Linked DNA regions of Capsicum annuum: region 2 is linked to region 1. A link is a contact called in public Hi-C data. All regions are on one chromosome and are shown on one strand. The core of a region is the stretch at or near the end of the contact, and the rest is flanking DNA. Distances in the headings are between cores, read along the strand shown. Region 1 overlaps LOC107842448 (sodium/hydrogen exchanger 2). Region 2 holds the start of LOC107842421.

Region 1 (6,777 bases), core at 1,729-4,228:
TGTGCGAACCAAGGTGAGTCTACGTTAGTATGTGAGTTGCCAACAACTAGTGAGGATGTGAATGAAGATCAACTTACTCATGAATTTATTCCACTACTTGAGCATATGTGTAGTGTGCTTAAAAAATCTCAAGTTAGTGATGGTGTTTATAGAGTTAATCTTGATGGTGCACGTGACTCTTCGAACATCTTGTATGGTAAAAGCCTTGCTAGTAGTTTTGTTCATAGAGATCATGTGTATGAAAATGTTGTAAATGATGGCATATGTCTTTTTGAGGTAGGACTTCTAGGTCGTGTCTCTCTATTCTTAAATGTTAGTCTTCTCTTAAAGGCAAATGTCATACATGGTTGTGGGAGTGACATTCTAGGGGAAGGAAGGGCTAACCTCGGCTTAGACCCTTGGCTACTTCTCCCATTTGACCCCGGCACCCTCCGGGAATATGGGAATTTCTACACTTCCTACTTGATGCTTGGTCAAGACGACAAGCAATGTTTAATTGTAGGTGCTAATAAAAGAAGGCAAAGTTCTTCCTTTTCTCTTTTTGTTGATGATGACCTCTTCCTTTGTGCCATTTATACTAAGGTTTTCATGTTCAACACATAGGACCCGTGGGTATACTCCAAGTTTTTCCCACCTTGGCATGGCATGTGATGTGTAATTTTTGCTAACCCTAACCCCTCATGTCATGAGGATGTGTGTTTGTTTGTCTTCTCTTGATTTTGCAAGGTACGGATTCGAGGTCAAATCCTTTCCAAGAAGGGAAGAATGATACGAGTACGACCATGGAGGTGGGTGAGTGCGAGAGTGAATGAACCCGAGACTTGGAGTGTACATGTGAAATGCAAAGGAAGGCCTAACTAGGCTCCAAAATCCATCCATACAATGCACTCCAAGGGAGTCCACTTGAAGACTTTGGCTAAAGGGTCATTCTGGACATTTCACACTATTCTTGTAATACACTATAAATACAACCTTCTAGGGATTCATTCATTAGATTTTGATGATGATGAATGTTGTATAACATTGAAAGACAAGTCCACTCTCCTTGAGGCACAAATCTGAAATTGTAACTAGGAAAATCAACTTGAGTGTGGAATCACTCGTGTTGGATTCAAGCTCGGAAATGTTGGTCCTTGGGAGATCGAGATCCCTCTTGTGCCTATGTAGGAGATAGGTTAGTGTTGTGTGTAGTACTAAAGGTCCAAGGGTGTAACAATTCTTGGGTTGTTAATATTATTCCCTCATTTGGTCTATCTATCTATCTTTATCTTATTGTACTTTATAGATTCATAGTGGACTGTTTTGTGTCCTTCTTGAATCCACAATTTCTTCTCATTGTGTTTATCTTGTTATCATTGTGTTGCTACTAGTGTCAAATGCACCGTTGTTATCTCGTATTGTTGTTGTAGTAGTGAATCCGAGAGTGGTTTCCATCTTAGTCCTCAAATCCTTAAGATTAGTGGACTATTTTGGAGTTGTTTCGTGTTTCGTTATTTTTCCCGTATCACCTCCCGCCGTTCTCACCCAGGTCTTCCCTCCATCGTACATATCCTTAATAGCTCTAATGTACGTCATCGGGACCCCACTCACCTCCAAGCACCTCCAAAGAACCTCCCTCGGGACTTTATCATACGTCTTTTCGAGGTCGATGAACACTATGTGTAAATCCTTCTTCCTTTCTCTATACTGCTCCACTAATCTCCTCACCGGGTGGATTGCCTTTGTAGTCGAGCGACCAGGCATAAATTCAAACTGATTCTCCGAAATAGACACAACCCTCCTCAACCTTCGCTCGATCACTCTCTCCCAAATCTCATAGATTAAACTATCCCGGGATTATAATCCTAAGGGATCGTTTGGTGGAGGTATATAAAAAGTCCTAGTATAAAATGAAGGACTATTTGATTCCCTGTTTTGTGTGAGGTGTTAGTTAATACCAAAATTATTTATCTCAATATTTACACCAAAGTGATGAAATAAGTTATCTCATATGCATCGTGAGATCACTAATCCCGAAATTAATTATCCCAGAATAAATCTTTTCCAACCAAACAACCTCTAAGGCTATAATTCCTGAACTATCCCATGTGGGATGTTGTAGAGTATAATCGCGGGATGGGATAAGATATTATATCCAAGACTAAATTTGGTATTAAGATTATAACATGTTTGGTTGAAGGTTTAGTCCCGAATAAATTTATACCATCAACCAAACATGATACTCCCTCCGTTTCAAAATAAATGAATTGTTAAAGTATTTATTGGAGTTTCAAATTAAGTGAATCATTGAATTTTTTTCTAAATTTACCCTTATAATTTGACAACCAATTAACTTTTAAAAAATATTACAAGGTCAATTTTTTCTTTTTTAGGGGTAAAAATGAAAAGTTATGTTAAATTTATGTCTTTAATGTTTTTCCTTAATCTGTGTGCCAAAATTCAATAATTCATTTATTATGAAAGGGAGGGAGTATAAATTAGTATCAATCTTAATCATGAGATATTCCACCTACCACCTTATGTCGTGTACCAAACGAAAATTAACCTAGAAATTTTCCAAGAGGATTCACCAGGAATTTGTATCAAAGCAACTTTCCTGAGCAATAAGAATGTTACAACCATGTGAAACCTACATATCAAGAACCAATCTCTAACCTGTAGCAGAATTTTACAAGATAATTAAGGTAGCTATGCCACATGCATTTCAGAATATACACCTATTTGGTGTTCTGATAAATTAACCCCCAAAGAAAACCTCCGTCGGGGAGAAAACCTAGGAATTCCGACAGAAATTGTCAGCAATGACCAAAAGCGAGAACTGCGCTGAAAACATGATCACCCAAATGAATATACTTATCTGCAACCCCTATAAACTAGACAACCCCTTTTTAACCACATTGGAAACACTCAAAAGCTATTAACAGAAAGCAAAACCTCAAACCAAAAATCTGCCATATTCCCTCCCCAAGGCCGATTTTCTGCAATCAGCATCTCCAGTAATGCAACTAGTGATCACTTGGTTCAGTCGGTGATCCTGGAACAAAAGGTACAAAACCTCGTCCACCAAAAACAGGACGCATGAATGCGTTGTCAAACCTTCTCCAGTAACGATGCACAGTGTGAGATGGTGTTGATAGGAGCATCCGCAAACTGTGAGGACGGGGTACATTTTGGCCGAGATCAGCTTCTGAGTCGTGCGTACTGTCAAGAAGTGGCACAATGAAGGATTTTGGGGTCGTCGGTTCAGAAGAGATCATTCTGCTCAAATGTCTTGGCGAGGGCAGCAATAATCTAATTAAAGGTTTTGTCATCAACCCAAATACCTGCAAAAGACCAAAAACAAAGTGTAAAAACTCATTCAAAATGTTCCACTTTTCCTCAAGTCTTTTCTTTTTTCTCGAATTGTTTCTTGTTGAAAGAATGAGGTCTCAGATGAAATCATTACTTGGATGCATCATTTGAATCAGGATGTAGTTACTCTCAATAAAATGTACACATCGATGTAACCTAAAACCATTTCTGACATATTTCACTCCTATGCTGCTACCACAGACTGCCAGCATGACCACCATCAACAATATTAGAGCTCTACTAAGGGGTTTGTAATTTCTATTTGGAGTCACAGAGCTCTACTAAGGGATTTGTAATTTCTATTTGGAGTCGCACAGACTTTGGTTCCGAGGATTTTGCTGCATACATAACCAGTCAAACACATGGATTTTGAGAAGTTTCTAAATCTTTCACGAGTAGAGAAGTGTCCGCCAAGTGCTAGAGGAATATTGTTGCCAGCCTGCCTGGTCTAAAATTTTGTTTGAAAGCGCATGTTATTGAAGTTTCCAGAAGAAAAAACTTAAGATGCTCAATTTCATGACCATGAAGGAGCACGCTTTTTATTGTATGTTTCTCTACTTCATGAATGTATGTTAAATGTATACAAAAAGATATAATCTTACCCCTGTGCTGAAAAGGACAACAGTGATGGTACTTGTGATCATTATCGCGTTGCCACGTAACTGAGTATGACCTCCCCTAGTAAACTGCAAGCATAAAAATAAGGAATCATCAAAAACTTTCGAAGACTAAATGCAACATGAAAAAAAGGTTCCACCAAACTTGAACAGAGTGACATCGGATAATTGTAGTTTACCTGATTATAAGCAAGAGCCACTGAAACAGCACCTCGCATAAGTCCTGCCCACCATATTATAATCTGCAAAATCATCAAAAAGATATAATGGGAGACCATATGATTTGAGGAACTTTTAGAGTAACTAACAGGTTATTAGCACATACTTGCTGTTTAAAGCTAATCTTCTCCTCTGGAGACTTCTTGATCAAGTTGGACAAAGATGACAGGGGGAAAACAAAGGCTGCCCGTCCAACCAAAACAAGACCCAACAGTATTGAGCTAACTTGAACTGATAATTGAGGGCTGCAAATAGATTTTTTTAAAAAAATTAAATTAATAATGTAAGTCTTTTTCCACTTGCATATAATCCTATAGTATATGATGAACTTCAGTGACATAGAAATTCACCTGTCGCTTACAAATCTCCACTTCTCGATGTCCAAAGCATCCATACCAACATAAAGGAATATGAATATTTCAGCAATAAATGATAATGTAGCAAACGCGTGCCTGGGAAACAGATGAAGATAATATGTTAGGATTAAACCATCTCACGGGAGAAAGAGGAGCAATTGAATACACTCCATCAAAATAGTTCGGGAAGTTGGATGACATACTTGGTAGTGACTCTTGAGCTCTCAGTCACATTATGCCAGGTGTAGTGAGACATCACGATCCCAGAGAAAAACACAGTAAGGATTGCACTTAAATAGAATAACTGCAATTGACATAGTTTCAAACTTTCAGAGTAATAACTTTTATTGAAAGAGAAATATTCCAAGAAAGGAAGTGATTTGACTTTCCTTCAGACAGAGAAAAATGTTAGCAAGCTACTTAGTCGAGAAACTTACTTCAGCAAGCATGTATGATAGGTATGCCATAAGTATCATTATAGCAACCTCGCGATCAGTGGAGTGCCTGGAGATCATCAAGAAGTAAGTAATCAAAGTCCTTTACGAAGAGACAACATGTTTCTTGTCAATCATATAAGCTTAAATTCTGCAATCTAAGAGAGAGAAAAATTCTAAGAAGACACCAATAGTCAATTTTTTTGACTGTCGTTTGCACAAACACCAATTACCAACTTCAGCATTAACATGTATTGTAAGACATTATTTTATTTGTGGCCCAATTAATGTAAAGCCCATAATTAATATTTAATAAAGAACAGATCTTGTCCATACACTTGGACGTACAAAATTAAGTCTTAACCTCTATAAATGATTCTCCCTTCCCCCATTAGGCTTACCACAAGTTCTCTACATCTTTTCCACCACTGACGGTTGTGGTAACGTAAGGCTAGGCAAGGAGGTTGAAACCTGTTTCGCGACTAACGTTTCCGCTCTTCTCTAAAGGTCAAATGATGTGTAAGCTAAAGAAGTCAATATATGGACTCAAACAAGCTTCCGATAATTGTATATAAAATATAATGATACCATAACATCTTTTGGATTTAAGGAGATTACTGTTGATCGGTGTATATACCAAAAGATTAGTGGAAGTAAGTTTATATTTTTAGTCATGTAAACAATATTTAACTTGTTGCTAATGATTTAGGCATATTGCGTGAGACAGACTTTCTCTCTATGAATTTTGAAATGAAAGGTATGGGTGAGGCATCCTATGTGATAGAGATAGAAATCTCAGAAAGGCTATGTCGAAAGAGTTCTAGAGATATTTAACATGAACAACTGTTTCAACATGGGTTGTTCCTATTCAAAAAGGGGACAAATTTAGTCTTATGCAATGCCCGAAGAATGATGTAGTACGAAAAGAAGTGAAGTCAATTCATTACTCTATTGTTGAAAGTTTGATGTATGTTCAAACTTGTACAAGATTGGATATTATGTTGCAGTCAGGATGCTAAGAAGGTATCATAGTACCCCTGGAATTGATCACGAAAAGCTGCAAAGAAAGACTTGAGGTACCTAAAGGGAACAAAGGGTTACATGCTCATGTCCAGGAGATTTAATCACTTGGAAGTATTGAATACTTTAATTTAGATTTTGCTAGATGTGTGGACATTAGAAAGTCCATGTGTGGTTAATTGTTTCTATTAGCTGAAGAAGCAGTATCATAGAAGAGTGCTAAATAATTTGTCACTGCTACATCCACAAATGAAGCAGAATATGTAGCATGTTTTGAAGCCACAAATCATGCATTATAGCTACGAAACTTTATTTTAGGACTTGGGGTTGTCAACACCATTACCAAGTCGCTGAAAATTAATTCGATAATACTGCAACAGTATTCTTCTCCAAGAATGATACGTACTCCAAAGGATCCAAAAATATGGCATTAAAGTACTTTACCATCAAGGAAGAAGTTCAAAAACAAAGAGTGTCACTAGAGAATATTAGAACGGATCTCATGATTGCAGATCCATTAACGAAGGGCTTACAAGCCAAAGACATTTAAAGAACATGTTCAATTAATTTGTCTTGGTTGTACTTATGATTGATGCATTTATGATGCTTTGACATTCTGAGCTCAATTAAGTGTTTATAATATACATTAATGAATTTCCTGCTTTTATAATGGTGTATAGTCTATACATTATTGTTAGAGATATTGGGATAATCTCAATGAAACATTATTGCGGACCATAATATTAAATGTTTTATAGCTTATGAACCTGATATGGTAAG
Region 2 (6,777 bases), core at 3,131-5,630, 120 kb after region 1:
GAGTCACTATATGACTCGTAATATGACTTATGACTCATACATGGACTCGTAGTTCCTCACCCTTTGGTTGATTGATTCTAAGGGTACGGGTCAACAATACAACCCACACATTAGTTTCATGAGTCGTTTATTGACTCGTGGTTCCTAGATCCTAGTTTTATCTTGGGGGAATGATTATATTCTATGATTCTTGAGATCTACCTATGAGTCGTGGTGTGGACTTGTGATCCTTGAGAGAAAATACATATCTCTATAGTTCTCATTAGTATGAGTCATTGCACAACTCATACATTCACTCCACGACTTGTACAATGAATCATAGTGACTGGAACCTTGATAAAATTTTGGTCAGCTTACCATGAGTCGTCCCATGACTCGTAGTCTCACTATACAACTCGTATAGTGAGTCATATTATTTAAAAATTTTAATTTTCAACTGATTGTCTAATCTAAGTTTGAGTTTAAACATAAAAAAATTTTGGAGTGTTACAGTGAGTATACATGATTAGGGTGAATACAGGTCTTAATATATGTCAGTAATGTGTATAACAATTCAATAATGCAATATGTGAATCAGTCTTCCCAAATCACAATCAATCATTAATACAAGCCCTCACACAGTATCACAATAATACACCATTCCTTTTACTGTCATAACAAGAAAAGCCCCCACACGGACACTACAATAACTAAACTATCTCTTTTCTATCATAAATTATTAATTCACCCAACTCATAAAATACTTTACAAGATAAATTTCCATCCAAGCAAAGTCTGAAAAAAATTAAGTCAAAACCTATTTCGAATCTAACCCAAGTCTCAAGAAAATCACAAACTAGTCTTCTCTTTTTGAACGAGCTTAGCGTGTTCCCAATTTATCAAATGCACTCTACATATAAACACGAGTTCAACAATGCACATATTGCTAAGTTATAATTTGGGCCCAAAATGTCAATCAAAATACACTCCCTCAAAAATAAATGATAAAATTAAAATTTTATTCAATAATTAATTTACTCATAACTTAAAGGAGTTCAGATCTAAAATCTCATCAAAAATAGTGTTGAAATCGATCTTGAAATCATCAAAATAGCATACTTTAACTTTACCGAAAAAATCTCAGAATTTTAAGTTGAAAAAATAAGATTTTAGGATGAAATTGTGAAATAATCATTGGGACATATTCAATTTAGCATAAAAAGCTTACCCATAGGTTAACTTGAATATGAAGTTTGATAAAAAAAAAATAAGATTAATTTTTAGACTCGAAATCATTAACCTTGATTTAACCCCAAAATTGAGGTAAAATAGTGAGGTAAATAAAAATCTACGGTTGGAAAACTTACTTCTTTTCAAGAAAGAAAATGCATAAAAAATCGCTCAAAATGAAGCTCTAGAGGTCCAACAATAGAGGAAAGAAAATGACAAAAAATGATAAGACAATTAGTATTGTAGCACGATTAGAGCTATAACGCTCAATTGGCGCAATCGCGCTGAAGGCGCCCAACCTCTTCAATAATATCGCGCTACACTGCCGCGATAGTGCTTCAAGCATCCGAGTCCTCCAGTGCCATCACACTACCCTAACACTGTTACCACTGAACAAATATTATCTTTTAGTGTAATCATGTTACCTTAGCTTGATCACGCTTGCACTAGAAATTTTAAACAAAAATACAGTTAATTTCTAAACTTATTTTTAACACCCAAAACCACATTAGATATAAATCAATAATGCAAATCAATCATAAAAATATTTCAGACTAAATCAGATCATATGATTAACTGATGGAGGCCGTTTTCAATGATTGTTGACCGAAGTCAACTATAGACTAAACTTTCAACATTTCGTCTAAGCTCTCAAAATCACATTGAAAATCTCGAGTCTCAAACAAAAAATTTTTTTGAAGCTAATGAAACTGAAGGAATTCTCATACGACGTTCAAATCTCTAAATGTTGACCAAAGTTAACCCTATTAACTTCAAAATCTTCTAAAACCAACAACTTGTAATAAACCCAACCAAATGCCTGAAGAGTTGAGTTACCCACTCTCATAACTCATAAATACTATGAAGCAACTACAAAAAGGACTAAAATTATCAAAACACCAAAAATTCTAAAAATCACTGTGAAGATTGTTACACAGTCAAAGCATCGCAAGTGTGGTTGCAGTGTGGTTGCACCAGCACCAGCAAACCAACAACAATTACAACCAACAAAATAACTCAAAATCAACCCTCGAAACTAACTCAAAATTTTGTGAACACAAATTAATTATGCTAGTAGATTAAAAATGATATTTCAGACTCAATAAATCATCAAAATACCAAAGCGAGACCGTCTTCAATGATTGTTGACCGAAGTCAATCCTATGCCTTAACCTCTCAATTTTTCAATCAACTACTTGAATTTCATGTGAACGTCTTAGGAACCGAACCAAAAGTCTCACTTACTCAAAAGTGAAATTTCAAATTTATCAGAACTAAGAGATTTCTCATATGACCTCGATAACACCAAATGTTGACCAAAGCTAATCATACCAACTCCAAAATCTTTTAAAATAAAAAAAAACTCAGATAATACGAACCACTTCGAAAATCATGGCAGCCACACCGCAGATCATAAAATCATAAAACAACTACAAAGAGGAATAAAATGATCAAAATACAAACAAAATTAAAAACATACAATGAAGATTGTAACATATAGTTTAAGGACGATATTTAGTCATTATAAATTTTTTATTAATGCCTTAGATTACCCCATCGCCTCTAAGTAAGCATTAGTAAATACTTTACTTTTTCATTTGTCAACTAGGTATGTTGTTCTTGTTGTTTAAATCGAAAGTTTTAACCTTTATAAGTTATGATTTAATGATAGTTATGAGTTAATATCTTGTTTTTTCAAACCACATTTTGTTGGTTTAATACTTAAATTATGGATCGCTGTTATTCTTAAGCTATAACATTTTCTATCTAAAATTCTTGTGCAATGTCAAATGATTGAGATAGCGGCCTCACTCCCTTTTATAATGTGTGGAAACTAAATATAACTACTCTTTTCAGTAGTAATTTTGAATTAATACATGCACTTTTTAATTTAATTTTTAGCTCTCTCCCACTATAAAAAGAGTGAAATCATTTTTCATTCATTTGATACTAAAAGAGGTTTTAGATATGATAGTTGAGGGGATAATAACACCTTTTACTTTAAAAGTATTAAACTAACAAAAAAAATAAAAAATTTAGAGGAGTCTATTAACTTTAAAAATAACATCAATTTTAATCAGGCATATGACCATAGCTTTTAAATATTTTTTATTTATTTGAAATATTAAAGTTGAAATTGTAGTACATGATTATATTTTTGGTAACTAAAAATTACACAAATACACAACTTATATTTTCAATATTATAAAAAATTCCAACTCCCTAAACATATTACAAAAATTCCAACATATACGCAAAATGCTATGTATATGTCGGTTATGTTATGTATATTAATAGGGAGAGAAAGTAAAATAATTTAAAAAGTGGGAGAGAGTATAATTACTTCTAAAATGTTGATATTTATGTTATTATACTTTTTGTAAAAGTATTTGGAATAATATGCACCCATAAATGTACTTTAATATAATTTCAAAAGTGAAAATAAGTTGTTTTTCAAATTTGAAATCCAACTCTAAATTAAATTTGAATTTTTCATCGTCAAATATTATTTGTCATATAACATAAAAAATTATTTTTTAAAAAAATAAATAATTTTATGATCAAACTATTTAAGTATGAAACTTGTAAAACATGATTATTTAAGGAGTCCTATGTGTAAGATAAGGTGTAATATCTTATGATTATACAACAACAACAAACCCAGTATATTCCCACATCGTAGGGTCTGGGGAAGGTAGAGTGTACGCAATCCATACCACTACCTCTAAAGAAGTAGAGAGACTTTTTCCGATAGAACCCCAGCTTAAGACAAAGTACAGTATATATATATATATATATAAATGCATGAAACATGATAAAATAACATAGATATGACATCCACAAAAAATATTGAACACTGCCAAACAAGAAGGACACCAAAAGCCCTCCTACCTACTACCTACGACTCAACCACACACCCTAGGTAATATCTTATGATTATATTTAACACAAAATTAATACTCTACCATGTTTGATAGATGCTATAAATCTTTTTTCAGATTTAATTTTGTATATCCTACCTTATTCATTTAGTTTGAGAGTATTTTATCCTATTTCTTAAATAACATAAATTAATCCAAATTTATAATCTCATATTATAATCCCAAAATAATTTAATCACCTACCACAATAACGTAACATTTTTTTTTAGTCGTTTAACTCAAATTTTACTTTACTATGACGTACGCACACTTCACCATCCTTCGTTAAACAGGCCTTTGCTTCCTTGTTTGCCACCTCTTCTGTTTTTCCCCTTCACCTCTTCATCGGCGACGTTACTTCTCTTATCAATGCCGACTTCTTCAAGGGATTTCTAGGGTTTCAATGACTCGCATTGCCATTTTCTCCCCCATTTCTTCCCTCTTCACCTTTTTCGAACTGAATTTCAGCTTTCTCTCCCCAAATTTCGTCCACATTTTGCTAAATTCCCTTTGTTTACCCACCGAGTCGTCGTATCGAAATTCTAAGTGATCATCTACGGTGAAATCTGGTAATGTCGCTATGTTATCCGTTTCTTCACTTAATTTTTATTTTTACAGATTTAAAATTGATTTTAGCTTTTTCAAAAGAAAAGAGCAGTGAGATATTTTTAATTCTATTATATTATCTTTTTCAAAAGAAGATCTATTTCTTTTTTGATAACCATGGTGTCCCAGCTAGCTTACACGCACCTGACTAATTCTACGGGACAACTGCACCGCCCACCATCAATAGGTGTCAGCTAACTCTGTCTTAATTCTGTTATATTATAGGTTTTATAATGATCCAATTGAAGCGTAACTCATCAATTGTTTCGTCAATTCCACAATTTACTGTGTATATCTCTTGTTGATAATTTGTATAGAAACTTGGATAAATAAGTACTATATAATTTGGTATTTTTGAGGTTTATCTATCTAAGAAATTATAGTAAAATTGTTTGAAGATGTTACGTAAAAACTGAACTTTTCCACTGTTTGTCCAATTAAAGTTTACTTTCGTAGTGGCATTGTGCCATACCAACACTGCAGTTCATGATCAATGTACTTGACATACCAGTTTTCTGGGTGCCCACTCATAGATTTTTATTTAGTTTTTTCATTCACATAGTGCTACATATAAGGACATGCATTTTTGGTTCCTTTATGAAATGTGACCTTTTGCATTCTTTATTTGTTGTTGGATGAGTGAAACATTTTTTCATGGGTACTCGTGGCATTTTATTGGATAGATTTTGATAATTCAAGTTGTAGTTTTACCTGAAAGTAACTTCTCCAGAGTATTACTTGGGTTAGGTTCCCATAGGTTGACAACCAATCTAAGCATGGTCTAACAATGATGAATACTTCTAATGCGCACAGAGGGGAATGGAGATAGTTTATATAACCAACTCCAATTAACTTGGGATTGATGAAAAGTAACTGATGATTGAACGCGGGAGGCTTCCTCAATTTTATACCACTTAAAGTCTTAAACTTTACTTTTATGGTTGCTACTCTCATCAAAGTTTTTTCTCCCACAAACAGATACCCTATAACATGTTCTTTTAATGAATTTGTCAAAGAGCTTACATCTCCTTTACAAATGGGTACAACGACCTAGCGTGTCTAGAGTTTGAGGTTACTTAACATTCTAAGAAAATTTGATACAGGTCGTAATCAGAAGTTTGCTTGTTACTGACCTTCCACATTTCATGCCTTCTTTTTGTTACCTATTTCCTTTGTGTTTTGCATTTTCCTGTTGCTATAAATTTGAAGGCTAGCATTCTTTACAGTGTGCAGGTTGTTAGTCTGTCTTAGTTATCCATGCTAATGAAGGACCAACTTTTGTTCATGTTAAGTAGAGAGATACCCTGATACCCATGAAGGCGATTTGAGGCTTATGATCTTTTAGCTAGTAAGCGTCCTCAAGTTCAGACACCCAAGATGTGAACTTGCCAATAAATCCGGCTGAGAAACATATAGGTTCAAATCCCAGTAGAGACAAGCACTAGAGACAAGCACTAGGTGATTTCTTTCCATATATCCTATTTTTGGTGTAACTATGGACAGAGTTACCTAGTAACCATTGTTGGTGGAGGTGACAGTTATCCCATGGAATTATTCAAGGTGCCGGAAAGCCGACCCATACATTACAATTACAAAAACAACAACATACCCAGTTAATCCCATAAGTGGAGTCTCATAAGTGGAGTCTGGGGAAGGTAGTACATACACAAACCTTACCCCTACCTTGTGAGGTAGAGAACCTGTTTGCAATAGCCCCTCGGCTCAAGTCTAAACATTACAAAGTAGTACGAGAAAAGGAAAACAATCAGACATAAAAAAGACACTTCTAAAAAAAAAAAAATTTCTTCTCAAAAAAATGAGAAGCAGCCAAGACAATGATAAAGAAAGCATGACAAAACATACTACTCCCTTCGTCCCATTTTATGTGGCATACTTTGACCGGGCACGGAGTTTAAGAAATAAGAAAAGACTTGGTGATGTTTACCAAATTGTCCCTTATTGTAAAATGTACTACTACTATAGTTAATTAAGTGGGACCAAAACCAATAAGGGTAAAAGTGGAATTGTGTATTTAAATAGT

The links. A called contact is a pair of places that touch in the nucleus more often than the background predicts.
Region 2: a Hi-C map of leaf shows a contact between it and region 1, with 2.7 times the contacts expected there. The contact joins the promoter of LOC107842421 here to the enhancer-like site in region 1. A contact is called at or near these places in 3 of 5 Hi-C or Micro-C datasets (bud, leaf and placenta).

The regions. Positions count from the first base shown.
Region 1 is chr1:182,677,498-182,684,274 of UCD10Xv1.1, forward strand. LOC107842448 (sodium/hydrogen exchanger 2) reads right to left here. Exons shown (of 15, transcript XM_016686299.2): 9 at 4,981-5,047; 10 at 4,747-4,847; 11 at 4,538-4,639; 12 at 4,294-4,432; 13 at 4,148-4,210; 14 at 3,954-4,037; 15 at 2,577-3,323. The coding sequence ends at 3,006. Among protein-coding and RNA genes, the nearest start is that of LOC107842448, 6.7 kb to the right of the region's middle. Within about 2 kb of position 2,979, at least 4 of the 5 cell types and tissues checked have an H3K27ac peak or open chromatin away from gene starts, as enhancers often do. A contact at or near this core is called in bud and leaf, where this site is marked.
Region 2 is chr1:182,800,772-182,807,548 of UCD10Xv1.1, forward strand. It overlaps LOC107842421, which reads left to right and starts at 4,381. Exons shown (of 12, transcript XM_016686289.2): 1 at 4,381-4,699.